Regions from separate parts of the Mus musculus genome. Here regions 1 and 2 are each linked to region 3. A link is a contact called in public Hi-C and Micro-C data. All regions are on one chromosome and are shown on one strand. The core of a region is the stretch at or near the end of the contact, and the rest is flanking DNA. Distances in the headings are between cores, read along the strand shown.

The links. A called contact is a pair of places that touch in the nucleus more often than the background predicts.
Region 1: a contact with region 3 is called in a Hi-C map of cerebellar granule neurons, with 2.8 times the contacts expected there. The contact joins two enhancer-like sites. A contact is called at or near these places in 2 of 15 datasets of contacts at CTCF or cohesin (large pre-B cells and pro-B cells), 7 of 484 Hi-C or Micro-C datasets (cerebellar granule neurons, cerebral cortex, embryonic fibroblasts and 3 more) and 1 of 9 other capture datasets (embryonic stem cells).
Region 2: a Micro-C map of granulosa cells shows a contact between it and region 3, with 2.6 times the contacts expected there. The contact joins two enhancer-like sites. A contact is called at or near these places in 2 of 39 promoter capture datasets (embryonic stem cells and hippocampal neurons), 2 of 15 datasets of contacts at CTCF or cohesin (large pre-B cells and pro-B cells), 18 of 484 Hi-C or Micro-C datasets (the HL-1 cell line, adipose-derived mesenchymal stem cells, cerebellar granule neurons and 10 more) and 1 of 9 other capture datasets (embryonic stem cells).

What each region holds. Positions count from the first base shown.
Region 1 is chr15:40,385,444-40,388,334 of GRCm38.p6, forward strand. No RefSeq gene overlaps it. Among named protein-coding and RNA genes, the nearest start is that of Gm41311, 44 kb to the left of the region's middle. Within about 2 kb of position 1,283, at least 2 of the 459 cell types and tissues checked have an H3K27ac peak or open chromatin away from gene starts, as enhancers often do. A contact at or near this core is called in cerebellar granule neurons, where this site is marked.
Region 2 is chr15:40,361,087-40,363,786 of GRCm38.p6, forward strand. No RefSeq gene overlaps it. Among named protein-coding and RNA genes, the nearest start is that of Gm41311, 19 kb to the left of the region's middle. Within about 2 kb of position 1,340, at least 13 of the 459 cell types and tissues checked have an H3K27ac peak or open chromatin away from gene starts, as enhancers often do. A contact at or near this core is called in cerebellar granule neurons and granulosa cells, where this site is marked.
Region 3 is chr15:40,165,802-40,168,614 of GRCm38.p6, forward strand. Gm33301 (predicted gene, 33301) reads left to right here. Exons shown (of 3, transcript NR_155350.1): 3 at 1,512-2,275. Among named protein-coding and RNA genes, the nearest start is that of Gm33301, 4.6 kb to the left of the region's middle. Within about 2 kb of position 1,465, at least 46 of the 459 cell types and tissues checked have an H3K27ac peak or open chromatin away from gene starts, as enhancers often do. A contact at or near this core is called in cerebellar granule neurons and granulosa cells, where this site is marked.

The DNA.
Region 1 (2,891 bases), core at 33-2,532, 220 kb after region 3:
GGGGAGGGGAGGGGGAGGGAGAGGGAGAGGGAGAAGGAGAGTGGGAGAGGGATAAGAATATAGCAGGTCTATTCAAAGCTATGTAACATGAAAGAAAGTTGATTCTGTTTGCAAAATGGCTTCCACAAACCTTTCAGAGTTGCCATTGCTATCAAGCATCTGGTCCATTTAGATGCACAAGAGCAAATACTAAGTAGCTGTAATGAACCAAGTGATACTCAATTAACAGAAGCAGCCACAGGAAACTAGTTTTCAAGCTCCTGTTCAATTTTGACCTCACTATGAGACAGTTTTTTGGTTACTTCTACTCTAAAAGTCTTTATAGTAATATCCCTATCCATTATCAACAACTGAGATCAGCATTTGAAAAGAAAAAAACAATTTCATAGCTGACAGTGGAGAAGCGTTTTATGCCACCTGGCCCCACTTATGCCCTATACTCCACTTCCCTCTTTGAACAAGTGCGTCTGCGTGTCAGAATGTGACAGATTGTCACGTGGTACAGAAGTTATTTCTATACTTTTTGCACACCAAGACTTCCTCAGGGTAATTTTGCTGCCTTTGCTAACCCAGAGTGGAATCCATTTCCACTGCTTGATTCTGAATCATACTTGTGGCTTTGGGCAGTGGAATGATGGAGGGGCCCGCCAGTGTATCAGTGTTGAATGTTGATCTCCACAAGTCTTCAGTAATTCTGATAGCTCTCTTGGAGCCCAACTCAGTGCCACAGAAAGAAAGAAGACTCAAGTTAGGCTTCTAAGTGATGAAAACTCTGGGTGCCAGTAACTTTCTAACCAGCCTCTAGGCAATATAAAAAATATCATGGTGAATTCCCATCTGCAGCTAGCCTTTGTCAGCTAACTGGAGACTACTAAAAACCAAATGCAGTTGGCAAACCCAGATCCAGGTCAGCAGAGTTCTAAGAATTCGTGAGCAATAGCAAAGACGTAGTTTTAAAAATCTCTTTCTTTGAGTTTCAGTATCAAGCAGCAGTTGAAGGTAGATTAGCAGTCTACAACAAGATCAATCTCATCACTGTCTGTAGTTCCAAAGACATTGCTAACTCCTGGAGTTGAATATGAGAACTTGCCGGAAAACTAACCACCCTACAACTAGAGTGAAACTTACTTTGGTTCTATATTATTCTGGGCTTCCAAAGGTGCTCAAGTGACTTTATTTGTACACATCCTAGCAAAACCAGTTGCCATAGACCTAGGGACTGATTTTGACGTTTTCCACAGCAGGACTAGAATCTGTCCTGGTCATTGGAGTCAGAGTTGCAAACTGGAGCCAAGTTAATCTCCATGTACCATCTGCCCTCTCAAATTTCAATGTATCCTCTCCCTGTGAGTAGTCTGCTATAAAAATTTCCCATATAACCCAAGCATTTGACCTAGGCAAGACAATGATTTGCTTATTGCCTTTGTCTTTGAATCTGTACAGCATTTGTACAGTATGCTGTACAGATTCTGTAGCCATGGAAGTCAGTCTCTAGATCAGCCTTTTTGACTCCACACTGAGGTTCCTATATATATGGCTCAATAGAATCACTTTTGGTTTTGTCCTAGGCTTTCAGTAAGTATTTACTTAGCTTTAGGAAAGATAGTTCAGGATATTGAACATGCCTTTGGAAACTATGTAGGGCCTACAAACTTTGGAAACTATATGTAGGGCCTACAAACTGCCTAGTTCACAATATTACTACAGCTCCATGAGAACTCTGACATTTTTATAATTATATGTATGTAAGTCAATACTTCCTGCGTGCCTTCTCCAGGACATGTACTTAGAAAATAGCTATGTTAGTGCAGGAGGGAATCATGAATTCTAATTCTATTCTAAGTGGGCTAGTCTGAGTAGAACTCATCAGAAGTACATCATTTGGATCTATGTTTCTTTCTTCATAGAGATACCAAATTAAACTAGATAGATGACTACAAATGTCTTGCAGCACTATGAGTTTAATCTGTGTTGGATGAGAGAGTGTGCTGATAGGTTTTTAAGTAGCAAATTACCATGAATGTTCATAGGCAAGATTGGCTATATGGACCACAGAATTTTGAGCAGATCAAACCATCATCAAACCATCATATGCTTCCACAGCTTTGTGCCTCAGACATTGCTTTTCCATGGATCCCACCTTGATAGAGAACACAGATCCATAAAGTAACAATGGTTTATTGAAAGAAATAATTTTCAAGAAATCTTGATGCAGTGTGACATACTCTATTTCTAAAGATATGTAACTTGTATTAGAAGATTATGTATCAAGATGACAAAGCAGAGTTATAGAAACTGAAGTTTATATATAACAAGATAAAGAATCTAGCTGCCTCCATTTTAGGATACTGACTGTAACTGATGGTGGACCAGTAATGCTGCCAGATCCTTTGATATGTCATTCCTCACATTCATCCCCATGGAAGAGATGGCTTTCTATTCCATCTGGAGAGGATGGACTGACATCCAAAAACTTCCTGTCTCTTGGACAGTGCTTGAGAGGCCACTGCCAATGTTTGCCACTACGAATCTTCTTTTGTATGCTTTTCTTGCTGACTGACTCTCTATTAGCTGATATTTCCTTCTCCAGATATGTTTGTTTATTCAAATATGGCAGTCTGGCCGTGTTGACTTGGGAGTAATATTTTTCTCTGTTGGGGGAATTTGTGCATCTCTGCTTTGCTTTTTTTGAAATTTAATATCACTCTTGGTTTCTCAGTGAGGGATCTTATTTCCTTTGCCGAGTACCTGGGAAGAGAAAACCTCCCAGAATTCCCGAGCAGTAATATGAAATATAATGATACTTTCATTTTTATACTTGGCTTGACTTGTACATAAACTTGCAAGAAGAAATTTGGGTGTATTTCAAAGTTATGTTTTAGTTTCATAAA
Region 2 (2,700 bases), core at 90-2,589, 200 kb after region 3:
TGGCTCAATTATTGCTTTCTGGTTGGGTTTTAAGAGTTACCTGAGAGGTTTATTGAAATTCATATTTATGAGATTATTTTGGATTTGCAGAGCCTAGGTAGTGAGACTCTAAAGTCAGTATCTTGTCAGCTCTTAGATGCCTCCCTATGGGTAGAATGGGAAACACTTGGGATGGGATATGGCCACACTGAAGGCAAAGTTCCAGGTTTGATGTATTTGAAGGCTACTGAACAGAGCATTAAAATATAAACATAGAAATATAAAAACATACACACAATTTTTCCAAGTCCAAGAATTCTATTCCAGTCATATCTCTTGAAAAAGCACAGCCAACATTTCCTCACTCTTGCCTTTTAAACATTGTTCAGGTTCAAGGTCAACTCGACTTTGAGAAAGAAAGTACATCACGGGGCTACTGAGCAGCGACTTCAAATGCCAATTTAATGCAAGAGCTCTTCATCCTGGCACACTAGAAGTTGGTTACTTATTTGTTTGTCTGACACTGTGACTTTTGCGACAAAGAGACAAGATACAACCGGAACGGAATAGCTGTGGTAGACAGTATCTCACCAGCAAAAAAAAAATGGAATAAAAAGAATTCCTCTGTTCTGGCAGTAGACATCTTCAATGCTGTCACCTAATGGGTGCTGACATTGACCTAAGTAACTGTGAAGATACTGAATTGGGATATGATACGATTTGTTTTCTGAAGACAAACGTCAGAAAGATCTAGGTGCTCTCAGCAAGACTTTCGCAGTCTGAGTCTTTCTCATTCTTTTGTGGCTCTTAGAAAAAGAGAAACACCAAGAAAAGATATTTTTTATAGGGAAAACGTTGCTTGCCTTCATCTAACATTTGGTTGAATCTGATCGTAATTCCCTTGCTGCTCCTCTTGCAGGCCAGTCACAAAGCTTTGACTTTAAGCCACACTCATAGCAAGCGATTCCATATGGGCTTTTGCTGAGCAGTAGCTGTTGTTGGCTTCTGTGTGCCAGTTAGAGATGGCTTTGAGGTAAGTCAGTATCGTACGAAGGGAAGAAAATTAAACTGATTTAGGCACCAGTAACTGCTAGCAAGCAATGTACAGTGCTGTGGCCATTATGTCCCCTATAGAAACAGGCGCTCAAACCAAGTTGTTCTCTCCGGGAGAAATCAAACCTTGCATCTGGGCTCTCCAGCCTCCAAAATTCACATCTCAGAAGGATGTGGGATTGTCAGCATGAGAAGGTGAAGCGGGCCAGGAATAATTTCCAGAGCTCTGCTTCCAGCTCCGTGATACCTTTCCACCTGGGTAAGCCATCTGAGCTGGGCACAATGACCCTGCCATCTGCTGTATCCCTCTGGGTAGCAGCCTGCCTTTTGCATACGCTTTTCGCTGGAGGAGATCTGTTGGCAGCTCTGGGGACCTTCTGAACTCACCTGAGAAGGCTCTGTGGACTCTGTAGAAGAGCATGTTTTAAGAACAAGATGAAAGGGGAAGGGAAATGAAATTAGAAAAGGAAAGTGCTTTCTGCTTTCCCTTGAGCAAGACCCTTTCTATTACCAACTGTCTTTCAGGAGGCAAATACAAAAAGTTGGATTCACAACACTGTTAAAACACAAGTAATGTGCAAGTGCTATAGTTAAAGAAAGTGCCACTCCCCTTCTCCCAGTGACAATGTTTAGGTCACTGTTAAGTCAGACCAAAGCTGAGAAATCAATACATAGGTATTTAATTGCCTCTATAAGAGAGCACATCGTTTGGAATACTGCTTAGTATAACACTTTATGTGTAAAATACATTTGTGTGCATGTGCATCCAACTTCACATATAGGCATACTCATATTTTATGTATGCACATATGCTTCTGTGTCTGTACAGTATGCCTACATGTCTAAATGTCAGTGCTTTGTGGCTATACATGTGAATGTGCATGCACATAGACATTTGTACTTATGTGCCTGTATAAGAATATGGATGTGAACAAGGGCAGGTGAACATGGGCTTTTTTTACTTAATAGTCATAAACAAGTTGTTATCCAAGGCCCAGGATTTTTCCTGACCACTGCACACATGGGAAGTACAAACATTCTATTGGCTTTAAAGGAGATATGTATCCCATATCTGATTTCTCTCTGGAACTCTGTTTACTTGAGAGTTCAAACTTTGTGCCTGTCATTCACAGATCCAAATTACCTTTCCAGTTGATCTCCTTCCCTCCCACATTCACCCTCCAAAGCACAGGGATTATTCACTCTCCTTGTGCACGCCACGCTTCTGTGACTTTCCTTCTTTTCCACCCTTTACCTACGTTACTTTTAATATGAGCGAAATGCTAGTGGCTTTAACAAATACATTTCAAAACGCCAATAGAAAAAAGTTTCTGTATTCTTTGTAGTCAGCAATCCTTTAGGTATCCTTGTCAGCAGGAAGAATGGGAAGTTAGGGCAGAGATTACCGCTTCTTTATGCCAAAGATCTCCTATCATTTTCATTCCATCCACTGTGAAAAACAGCAAGACGAACATGGGGGCTGGGAAATATTGTGTCTGGTAAGGCAACAAGTGAAGATAGCTCAGGGTCTAAAAGCGCTTACTGCCAAGCCTGACAACTGGAGCTCTGTCCCTGGAACCCAAGTGATAGAAGCTGTTCTCTGGCTTCCAAATGTACGCTGTGATATAAGCATCTGCGTGTGTATGGGCACACACACACACACACACA
Region 3 (2,813 bases), core at 215-2,714:
ATGTACTTGAAAGGGGGACAGGTGTGATTCCTGGCGATTATGTCACCCATTCGTTTTTCCACTTGTCTGCATTATCCCTTTGACTACACGGGTGATAGTTGGAAGGCGGCCCTCCTCAGAGAGTAATGGCGCTCACCCTGTGAAGCCGAGAGAAAACAATTCCTCGTGCTCGTTTCAAGCTTGGGCTGGGAGGTGCCTTCAAGGCTTTCAGTCCAATTATAGAAATGCAGAGTCCCAGGTTCTTAATGTGTAGGTTTTATAGATATTCACTTTCCCAAGTTTCTGAGGGTTCGTAGAAATTTTTTGTGGTAGTTACAACCTCTGTTCTTCCAGGACTAGGGAAAAGCAAGTTACGGAGAGTCGTCATTTATGAACTTCACATGAACTATGCACGTAGGGCACGTAAGAATACATATGCAATTATCACCTTGACTAAGGCATAGAACATTCTGGAATCCCAGGATAATTTTTCTGTGTCTTTTCATCAGCACTTCTGCTCCACCTTACCCCAGAGCATAGCTGTTTGGCTTCTGTTTCCAAGCTTCATTTAGATGGAGTTGTTTGCACTTGGGATCTATCTGGAGAAGCTGGGATAAGATGTGGAAAAACAAGAACCTTCCAGAAAACAAAACAAAACAAAAACAAAAACAAAACAAAACAAAACAAAACAAAACAGGAAAGCCCCGGTTCCCCATAATTATCCTGTGACTTTCACATGTTTGTGGTGGCACGGGTGTGTAACCACACAGAACTCATGTCAAGTTCCCATCCTTTTTGATCAACACCGAGAGTTAAGCAATCAATGGTGGATCGGGGAAACAGCCTGTAGAAAACAGAGGAACTGAGTTTATTGGTGAGTCAAGGTAATTGCTTGGGGGTGGGGGCCGTAAATGACTCCTGGAGATATTTTAGTTTTTGAATTTTTGATGCCTGATTTTGGGCATGTCTCTTACAATGCAGTTGGAAAGGGTAAGACGGCAGAAAGAATCTCGTTTCTGAACAATGAGCTAATCACATGTCTTAGATGTTTAATTCACAAATGCTCCAGAAACACAAATAGCCTGCTATTCAAGATATGGCCACTAGATGGGGATCTTGAGTCAATCATAACTGGCCCACTCCCCCACTCCCTGATTTTTTTTTTTTTTTTTTTTTTTAAACCAGGGTTTGAATACATATGATGCGAGTTTACAATTTTGGCATTTCATGTTGTTGCTGAACTTTTTGGGGACAGTAATTTGGAGTGAAATGCATTTAGTTTTAAATGTATGAGCTTAATTAATTTTTCATCTGGGGTCTCGGTAGGGTGGAAGGGCCCCAATGTGCTGTGGCATGCTATTAATCCTGTGCTAAATTCTGGCAGAAGTTACTACTGCTTATTCACATTTCCCCACAGGGTGTGGTTAGTCGCAGTGGCTGTCACTGTACCTTATAACTGATTAAAAGTGGAAATCCTTACTAGACATTGCTCTCGCAGCAACCAGCAACTACACTTGGTTTTGTTTCCACAGGATAAGCGGGTTCCACGTCTCAACTTATGAAAAACACTAGCAGCAAGGGCTCACGTCTTTTGCTTTCTTTCATGTTAAATGAAATTCCAAAGTGATTTTTAGATGCAGCCACAACGCGACCTTATAGAAAGATCTTGAAATCCGACGTAAAGACCTTTTCTATTGGTGAAGGCAGCCATGCGACCGAGGAATAAAATTACGTTCGGCTGGAAACAGGGACTGAAGCGGTTTGTCCTCCCTAAGACGTTTCTAGCAAACGCAGGAGTTGGACGGCCTTGTCTGTAATGTGCTGACCGTCCACCTAGGGACAATGTGACCATTTGGTTTTTGGCTGCTATCTGAAATGAGTTTGAGTGTCTCAGCTCATTTCATGAGAAACACAAATAAAGGCCACATAATAAAACATGCAATTTGGGATTATTGCCAGTCTCTATTCAGAAGGTGCCCAGACCTCAATTTCTGAAAACGAAATTCTGTTCCACATAGATAGAAGCTCCTGGACTTCCAGACCGGCTCCAGTGGAGTCACGGGAAGGAAGAAGAGGAAATTGTAAACCACGAGGCATCATGCCAGAGGAAATGCCTCCGGTGACCCAGACTGAATGCCCTATGGTCTCAAAGACCCCACATTCAAACTGCACGATGTCTGGGTGTGCTTGACTCCAAGTCTCAGGCAGGGGCTATCCTCTGTCTCTGCTTTTCCATACCATGCTCTCTGCTGTATATCTTCCTTAAGCTGCGTAATAAAGAATGATAAGGGCTTCACTTCTTTCTGCCGTCACCTGACTCTGCCACAGTTCCAAGAACGGGGGCACCGGGGAGGTCTGCAGCAGTGTGGGCCCTGAGAGCTGTCTGTGGTCGTTCCACACTTCACTGCTCACTCTGGTGAGAGAAACAGACCCCAGGGGCTGGCTGCACTAGGGCAGGGAGAGGATCCCGGCGTGGACAGACTGTAGTGAAAGACCGTTTTCATAAGTATGGGACATCATCCAAGAAATGTCTCAGATTTCAGACTTTGATCCCTTTCAGCAAGTGAAGATTATTTTCAGTTGTTTATTTCTTTTTTGCATGTCTTTTTCTTAAGCAACAGTAAAGCATGTTCATTAGAAAAGTTGTAGTAAACAGACATGTCCTGTGTCCGGGGAAGTAACTGTTTGGAAGCCTATCACATAGATATAAACTCAGCCAGTGCCTTTCTGTATAGTGCACGCTTTGATCCGAGCTTGTGGGCATGCAAGTACAGTATTCCAAGAATAGTGGTCATTTTACAGTACAACTTCAAGGCTTTCGAAGACACGGGGCT